Linked DNA regions of Zea mays: region 1 is linked to region 2. A link is a contact called in public Hi-C data. All regions are on one chromosome and are shown on one strand. The core of a region is the stretch at or near the end of the contact, and the rest is flanking DNA. Distances in the headings are between cores, read along the strand shown.

Region 1 (3,492 bases), core at 956-3,455, 130 kb after region 2:
TTCCTCCCGCAAATGTGGAAACGCTGTTTCAATCCCATGACCTGGTGACTCAGTAAGACAGCTCCCACCATTGCACCAGGCCTACCCTCTGCAAATACGAAAAGGCTACTTTGAATCCATGACATAGTGACTCGGTGAGACAGCTCTCACCATTGCACCAGGCATGTCCTCTGCAAATACGAAGAGGCTACTTTGAATCTATGACATAGTGACTCGGTGAGACAACTCTCACCAGTCACCACTACATTAGATCTGGTGACTCAGCGAGACAGTTCAGTTTTTTATTTAATGTAAAAAAACTGAAATAAGCTAATTAAAAGAATGAACAAAGATGAAATGTACCTCGGGATGCCGCATCTTCCTTCCTTTTCAATTCCTGCGTCAACAAAGACAAATAAAATGAATCATATAAGCATTTTAGATAAAGAACGGCGCACAAAGTAAATAAACAGATGAAGCATGGGCTCAAAGTTTCATACACATGAGAAGCAACAAAAACAACATTTCTTTCATTGAATCAAAATTTCCAGTATCTCAGAAAAAGCAACAAATATCCAATAAAAAGATCAACAGACAATACATATAAAGCAACATGGCTCTCTCAAAACAATTGTATTGCAGCAGGAATAATTTTTTAAACAATATAATTAATATGCAAAGCAATAACCTCTCAGATGAATATTTGAGTACTAGGAAAGCTTTGGCAATGTATTAAGTACCAGAGACAAACTGCACATCATAGAGTAGTTTGTGAAACACAAACTTGCATCTTATTTGTCAGAACTGCTATAACTGGCAAAAGGAGCAGACAGACTGAAAGCTCTGCAATGATAAAGCAACATACCCGTTCTCTTTTGTTTAGCTCAGCCTCCATAGCCTGGAGTTCTTTCTCCTTTTTCTTCAGATCCTAAATATCAACATCAACAGATGTAAGAAATAGAGAGGGAGCTATCCACATGTAGACAAATCAGATAAATAATCAAAACCAACTTGGCAAGTTGGCATACCTACAGTACAACGAATGACATACATGAGCTCACACATCATGAAGGGTGCATGTATTCAGTTAGAAAAGGAAACTGGGTTAACTCTTCCTTTTTTACTCAACGGGAAAATAGTTCTCAGAACTGTAATTTGGTTCAATTGTGCAGTGATCCAGGTAGAAAGAGATTATACCTTTGACGACTCGAGAGGAATGTCCACATTGTAGAAATCAGCCGGTTCATGTGATAGAGGTGAGAGACGAGAATTGGTGGCAGGTGGAACACTTCCACCCTGCAAGATAGGGAATAGTTGGGAGACTCAGCTCAGTGATCATACTATTTTATATTTTGTACCAGCTTCAGCTGGATTGTTATTCTGCACAAAATAGAGCAATCAACACATAATATCATAATAAAACGAAAAGCATGTGAAATAAACCAACTTAAACAAAGACACCAGCCGATTAAATTCAAGCGGGTTGAAGACTTGCTGCACAACAATACTTAAGTTTGACAGTTTGTGTTGTGTTAACCAATTACCAGTAAACATGCATGATCAAAACCTGGCAAGCCATATAAGGTGGCACCGGATCAGGAAAGTTGGGAGAAGCCCTGCAACACAGGCAAAAGGCCACCGGGTCGCATTACCAAGCTATTGACATTTGATACTGAATCCAAGTCCCAACAACTAAGCCAGCTCAATGCAGAACCGCACATCTCACATCCAACCTAGTTCCAGACATGGGCACGCACAGATCTAGAGATAAGCAGCCCCTCCCACGAGTGTTCTAACAAAACCTTCACAGCACACATGAAACATGATTACCAGACTCTAGACTAAGCGCGTATATCCGCAGGACCGCATCTCGCCGTCTCGTACCCTTACGACGCTCAGAACCAGAACATGAACAGCAACTAAGCCACAGATCTCAAATGCGAGCGCGACCCGGAGGTGATCGGATCGGAGAAACACGCCAACTCCCCCCCGAGATCTAGGCGAGTGGAAAGGCCGCCGAAGGGACAGGGTAGTGCGGGTGACTAAAGGAGCACTCACCGCGAAGGGGTTGACGTTGTCGTCGTCGAAGCCGTTGCGCCCGTGCTTCCCCGCCATCGCCGCCGCCTCCTCGTCCAGGCCTCCGGCGTCGGGTGGTGGCCAACCGGCAACTGCTGCTGGTGGTGTGCGTGCTGGCGTACTGCTGCTACCTGCCGCGCTGCCTTCGACTTCGAGTATGCAGAGCAGAATGGAAAACGAGGGGGTGCTGTGCAGTTTGTAGTCAATGACAGGTAGGGTTAGGTCTGTCTGTCCGGTGGCCCCAGAGGTCTAAGAGGCTAGACTGACCGTACGATGCGGGACCGGACCGTGTTGCTATGCTTGTTGTTGTTGGCGTGGCGTCGGTCCCTTTTCCATCGCAAGTAAATTTGAGTGCGCGGGATGGCTGAGCCGCTAGCTGCATGCGGGCCGCAGCCCGTAGCCGCTTCGGCACTGCAGGAGGACTGGAGCAGCCGAGTCTGCGGGGCGGGATCGGCCCAACAGGCTTTTCCATGTCAGGGACAGGCCGACAGGGGCAGCGTTTGGTTCCCTGAGACTGAGCGCAGCGGTACCCCCTTCCCCTCCCCTCCCCTAGCACTGTTCACGATTTAGGGGACACTTTGCACCCCTAGCCGCCGCATCGGTCGCCGCTACCCGCTCTTCTCCACCGCGACTCTCTTCTCTCTCACGCCAGATGCAGGGCGTCACTGTGCACTCCCCCTCGGCTGCTTCACGCGGAAGAATCCGCCCGCGCCACCGACCGGACACTTCGCGCTCCTCTTCTCTCCCGTTCGAGGCGTCTGCGATTCGGCGATTTCCGGCGAGGGGGCGGCGATTCGTCCGCGGGAAGGTAGCTTCCGCGCCGGTCCCCGTCGGGTCTGTGGAAGACGAAGTGGAGGTGGTGACCAACCAGCTCCGGTCGCGACCAAAGACGAAGCGGCCGCACATCCGACTCCGTCGAGGTTCGTCGCGACAGCTTGCTTCGTTTCCCGCTCCGACCATCGACGCGTTCCTCGGATCCGGAAACCTTGGCTTTGATTCATCTTCGTTCGGCCCAAATCTTCGCATCTTCAGGTACGCCCTTCGTCTCCTATGGTTTCTGTTCTTCATGTGCACCTCTATGATGAACTAATTACTACACGAATCGACTAATCCTGTTAACCGTAACTAATAAATCCGAGAACACCCGATTTATCCGCGGTGCAAACAACTCCACGGATCTGGTGTGCCTTTTAGGGTTACACATTTATATGGTACTGTCCCGCTGAATATCCTTGACATTTACTGGAACACATGTTACTGCAAACTATTACGGCATAATGGTATGGAGATTGCCATATTTTGTAATGGTCTGCATATTTACAGTACGGTTTCACTTCGCTTCTGCCTTTGTGATGTGACAAAAAATTTTGCTCCCCACTGTCCACAACAATAGACCATTTTAGTAAAGTACCAGTAAGATTCATCCTAGGGTAAGCC
Region 2 (3,715 bases), core at 460-2,959:
GTGAGGAAGCTGTTGATTAAAAAAAAATTGCTTACCGGAGAAAGGTTGAGTGCAATAGGGACAGAGTTGTGGGCCATCCTTCAAAGCTGACCTATAAGACATTTAAGCTAATCAGAGTTCATTAAGTATAAATCTGTGATAGGAGGAGACGAGGAGTTCTATATAGTGCTGTTTATGCTCACTTCAGTATCTGGAAGCTTTTTCCACAGTTCGGACACTGCCAACAAAAGGAAACCATATGATTATCAGAACATTTACACAATCGTCCACGGAGACAACAAAGTTTCTTCTTCCAGTTTTGGGTGTCAATGAGATAATCATACTACTGCTAATAGGCATAAGCTAAGGAACTTTAAGAAGCAATGTTTTATAAGTGGGGAGGATGCAATGTTTCATAAAACTCAATCATTAGAAAAGAAGCAATAGCTGAATGACAAATTTATCGGGAGACTTACATCGCCCTGCAGTATATCTTGTCCTGCAAAGAAGAAAAATGCACCGAGAGCCAGTACAGGCAGCAGTATTGTGAGGAGCTGTTTTCAGAAGAGATGTAAAATCCAAATTAATGACAGTTTAATCAACTAAAATCATGTATTGAATGAATAAACACAAAGATTGTATGGCATTTTGTGGTATGCACAAACTCAATTATCAGATGGACAAGCTTATAAATGTTAGTTGAGCCATAGAGTAAGCTAGCTAGACCAAGGTTCCATAATTTCAGTGTCAAGATTCCACGGAATCTAAATGCTCAAGTTTTTCATGAGTCTACGACACAGTGCACAATCGAATACTATCAAGTGCATAGTAGTACAACTCCGCCAAACAACATTACTTGGTGAAACTGTAAATTGACTGGAAATCTCAGGTCAGTTGAAAAACTACTACAACATGAACAGCAAAATGATGCTGTTAAAAAGCAAGGCGTTCTTGGTTGAGCAGTTCTAGGTATCAACCTAAGCTACCTAGTCCAACACAAGGGATGACATTTTTCAGCCGAGCTAACATTTATTTCCTATAGTCAGTCACCGAAGAAGCAAAATAAACAAGCTAGAGCCAATCCAAAATATTTTCATCGAAGAAACAAATCAAACACCCTAGCGCCACTAATCCCAAATGTTCTCATAGAAGAAGCAACTTATAAGCAATTCATTTTAGCAGCGAGAATTCTCGTACCCAGAGAGAGACGATGGCGTCAATAACCCACCGGAGCTGGCCGGTCACGGCGAGGTACGTCACGACGGCGGCGAAGGCGAGGTTCCCCACGACCCGGCTAGTGCCCTTGTCCATACGCCTCCCGCCGCCGCCAAAGAAGGGGCCTCGCCCAGCTCCGGTGACGCCAAGCAGCCGCCCCTTTCTCCCCGCCGCTCTCCAAGCCAAGCCCCCGCTTTTACCCGCCAGCTCGCTCCGGTCCGACGCCCTCGCCGTGGAACAGCAGGCCCCATTTGAGAATTTGGGAGGCAGTTTCAGGAACCCTGGGTAGAGGAGGCCATGCGAGCAGCAGCAGAGCGGGGGAGGAGTGAGAAGAGTAGGCTGGAGCAAGGCCATGGACGCGAGGGAACAAGTGGGGAAGATTTCTTGAAGAAAGTATATCCCGCAAATGGTCTTGTAAAACCGTTTTTTTTTCGTGCTTTTTTGCTACTGGGTTGTATGTTTCGACATTTTTGTGGTAAAAACGCAGCAGGGGTGTGCAGCGGCAGACATGGCCTTGGAAATTGGAACGCTGGAAGCCTGGAACTTGAAGCAACCGGAAGTCCGGACTGGGAAGAGAAGTCTCGGCACTTCGACAGTCGACGTAAATGTTTCAGATACGCTCGTTACTGCACGGACAGTCGATAACCAAAATTCGATGGGTTTTTATCTCATTAGGGTACAGGTTTGGATCAATATTTATATTTATATGTTTGTTAACCTGCATAAATCTATATTCGACGGGTTAATATATATGATTTTGTTTCTACAGTACCAAAACCTGTGAACCTGTGGGTTTTTAAACCTGACCAAACCTAATGCATATTGTCGTTTTATTTTATAAATGAACAACAAACTTGTTATCTCCCTATTTGCTTCCTATTTTTTAGCAAATGATGAATGTACAAGTAGCTGATGAGAGTGTTGCTGACTTGCTATTATAGTTTTTACTAGCATTATATATGTGGTGGATAAATAATTTAGTGCAAGATCACTTGATTATATAACTTATTATTCGTATTTTATTCTCTCTACTAATAATTTTTATACCAAATTATGAACTTGTTGTTCATCACATAAATTTTGGACCACGATCTCATTGATCATTACTATATTTATTAATTATGAGAAGAACCAGCATATTAGAGATAAAACCCGTGGGTAACCCATGGGTACCCGCTAACCCAATGGGTATTGGGTTTGACAAATTTTCAAACCTGTCATGAGTACGAGTTTTTTAATAGGTATATGGCAAAACCCAGCGGGTTTGTACCCGTTGCCATCTCTACTCGGGAATGTAGTTTGCCAACTCCATATTTTTATATGGCTTTTGAAAATGTTTTTTTGTTGCTTCTCTATAAACAATCCGGTATTTGAAAAAAAACAAAAATAATTTATGTGTCACGCCATCACACCATAAAAACTGAAAACTGCACTACCACAACAAGTGTGTTTGTTTCACGATTCATCATTTTTATAAGAATCGTTTCTATAAAAATCACTAAAATCCGTCGAATCATTTCAGCCTATGTACTCCATCTTTCTCATGTCACCTATATTATCCACAAATCCAGATTTTTAGAAAATCTCTTTTAAAAAATTTGTATCAAACGCCAGGACGGAGATAGACCAAAATCTAAATGGAGGCCTGTCAGAGAGGGAATTCTCCAGCCGGGTGGCGGAGTGCACCCGCCCTAAATCCTAAGATGAGGAGGGGGCTTAAGCGTTTTGCCTGTTGGTAGATGAACGATTAACTCAGGAACACGCAAGGGTTTAGAGTGGTTCGGGCCGCCGGAGCGTAATACCCTACTCCACTGTGTGATGTATTGAGCTTGAGAGCTCGTATAAACTTGTGAGCCTGAGCTGGGTCTAAGTCTAAGTTCGGTCTAAGTGTCCGTGTGTGTCCGTCTGTAACGTTGCATGCCTCCCCTTTTATAGCTCAATGGGGGCGCGTACAAGGGTGCTGAGCCCCGACATGTGAGCCCAGAAATATAATGGATGTAATACTTGGGGCTGCTGGAGCAATCTTCTTGCACCCTGACATCCGCGATTTGCGTGGTATTGGCGTGCAGAGGAAGCTTCCCTGGCAATGCATAAGTGATGATGACCACAGTCCACCTTGCAGCACGGGCGTACTGTTTGGCAATGAACTGGACAGGCACGCCGCCTGCAGGATGGCTTGGACGCCGCCTGCCAACTGAGTGGACAGGTCACAATAAATGCTGAGGTGGCACATCGCCTGTCAGCAGGGTGGACAGGCGGCGCGTCCTCTCCGCAATAAATGCAGACACCGCGTGGCCCAGAGGCCTTACGTCAGGCTCCGCCCACTGGCTTACGTCACGGGCAACAAGCCATGTATCAGCATCGGGTCTCCGCCAGAGCGGGGAGCGCATGCGCACAGGATAAAGCCTGGACACGTGTCATTACCGGACCCTTGCTTAGGCCAGGGTATCCCCTATCCCTGGACCTCGTTATGGATGGCCCGGACCTTACTCGGAGGGATCCAGACCCCATCCAAGGGACC

The links. A called contact is a pair of places that touch in the nucleus more often than the background predicts.
Region 1: a Hi-C map of leaf shows a contact between it and region 2, with 4 times the contacts expected there. The contact joins the promoter of LOC103635827 here to the promoter of LOC103635825 in region 2. A contact is called at or near these places in 14 of 25 Hi-C or Micro-C datasets (bundle sheath, ear, endosperm and 5 more).

Annotation. Positions count from the first base shown.
Region 1 is chr8:124,912,450-124,915,941 of Zm-B73-REFERENCE-NAM-5.0, forward strand. LOC103635827 (secretory carrier-associated membrane protein 3-like) reads right to left here and starts at 2,206. Exons shown (of 12, transcript NM_001346770.1): 1 at 2,038-2,206; 2 at 1,177-1,275; 3 at 845-907; 4 at 343-376. The coding sequence starts at 2,094.
Region 2 is chr8:124,784,757-124,788,471 of Zm-B73-REFERENCE-NAM-5.0, forward strand. It overlaps LOC103635825, which reads right to left and starts at 1,710. Exons shown (of 6, transcript NM_001353504.1): 1 at 1,177-1,710; 2 at 456-533; 3 at 183-217; 4 at 36-91. The coding sequence starts at 1,548.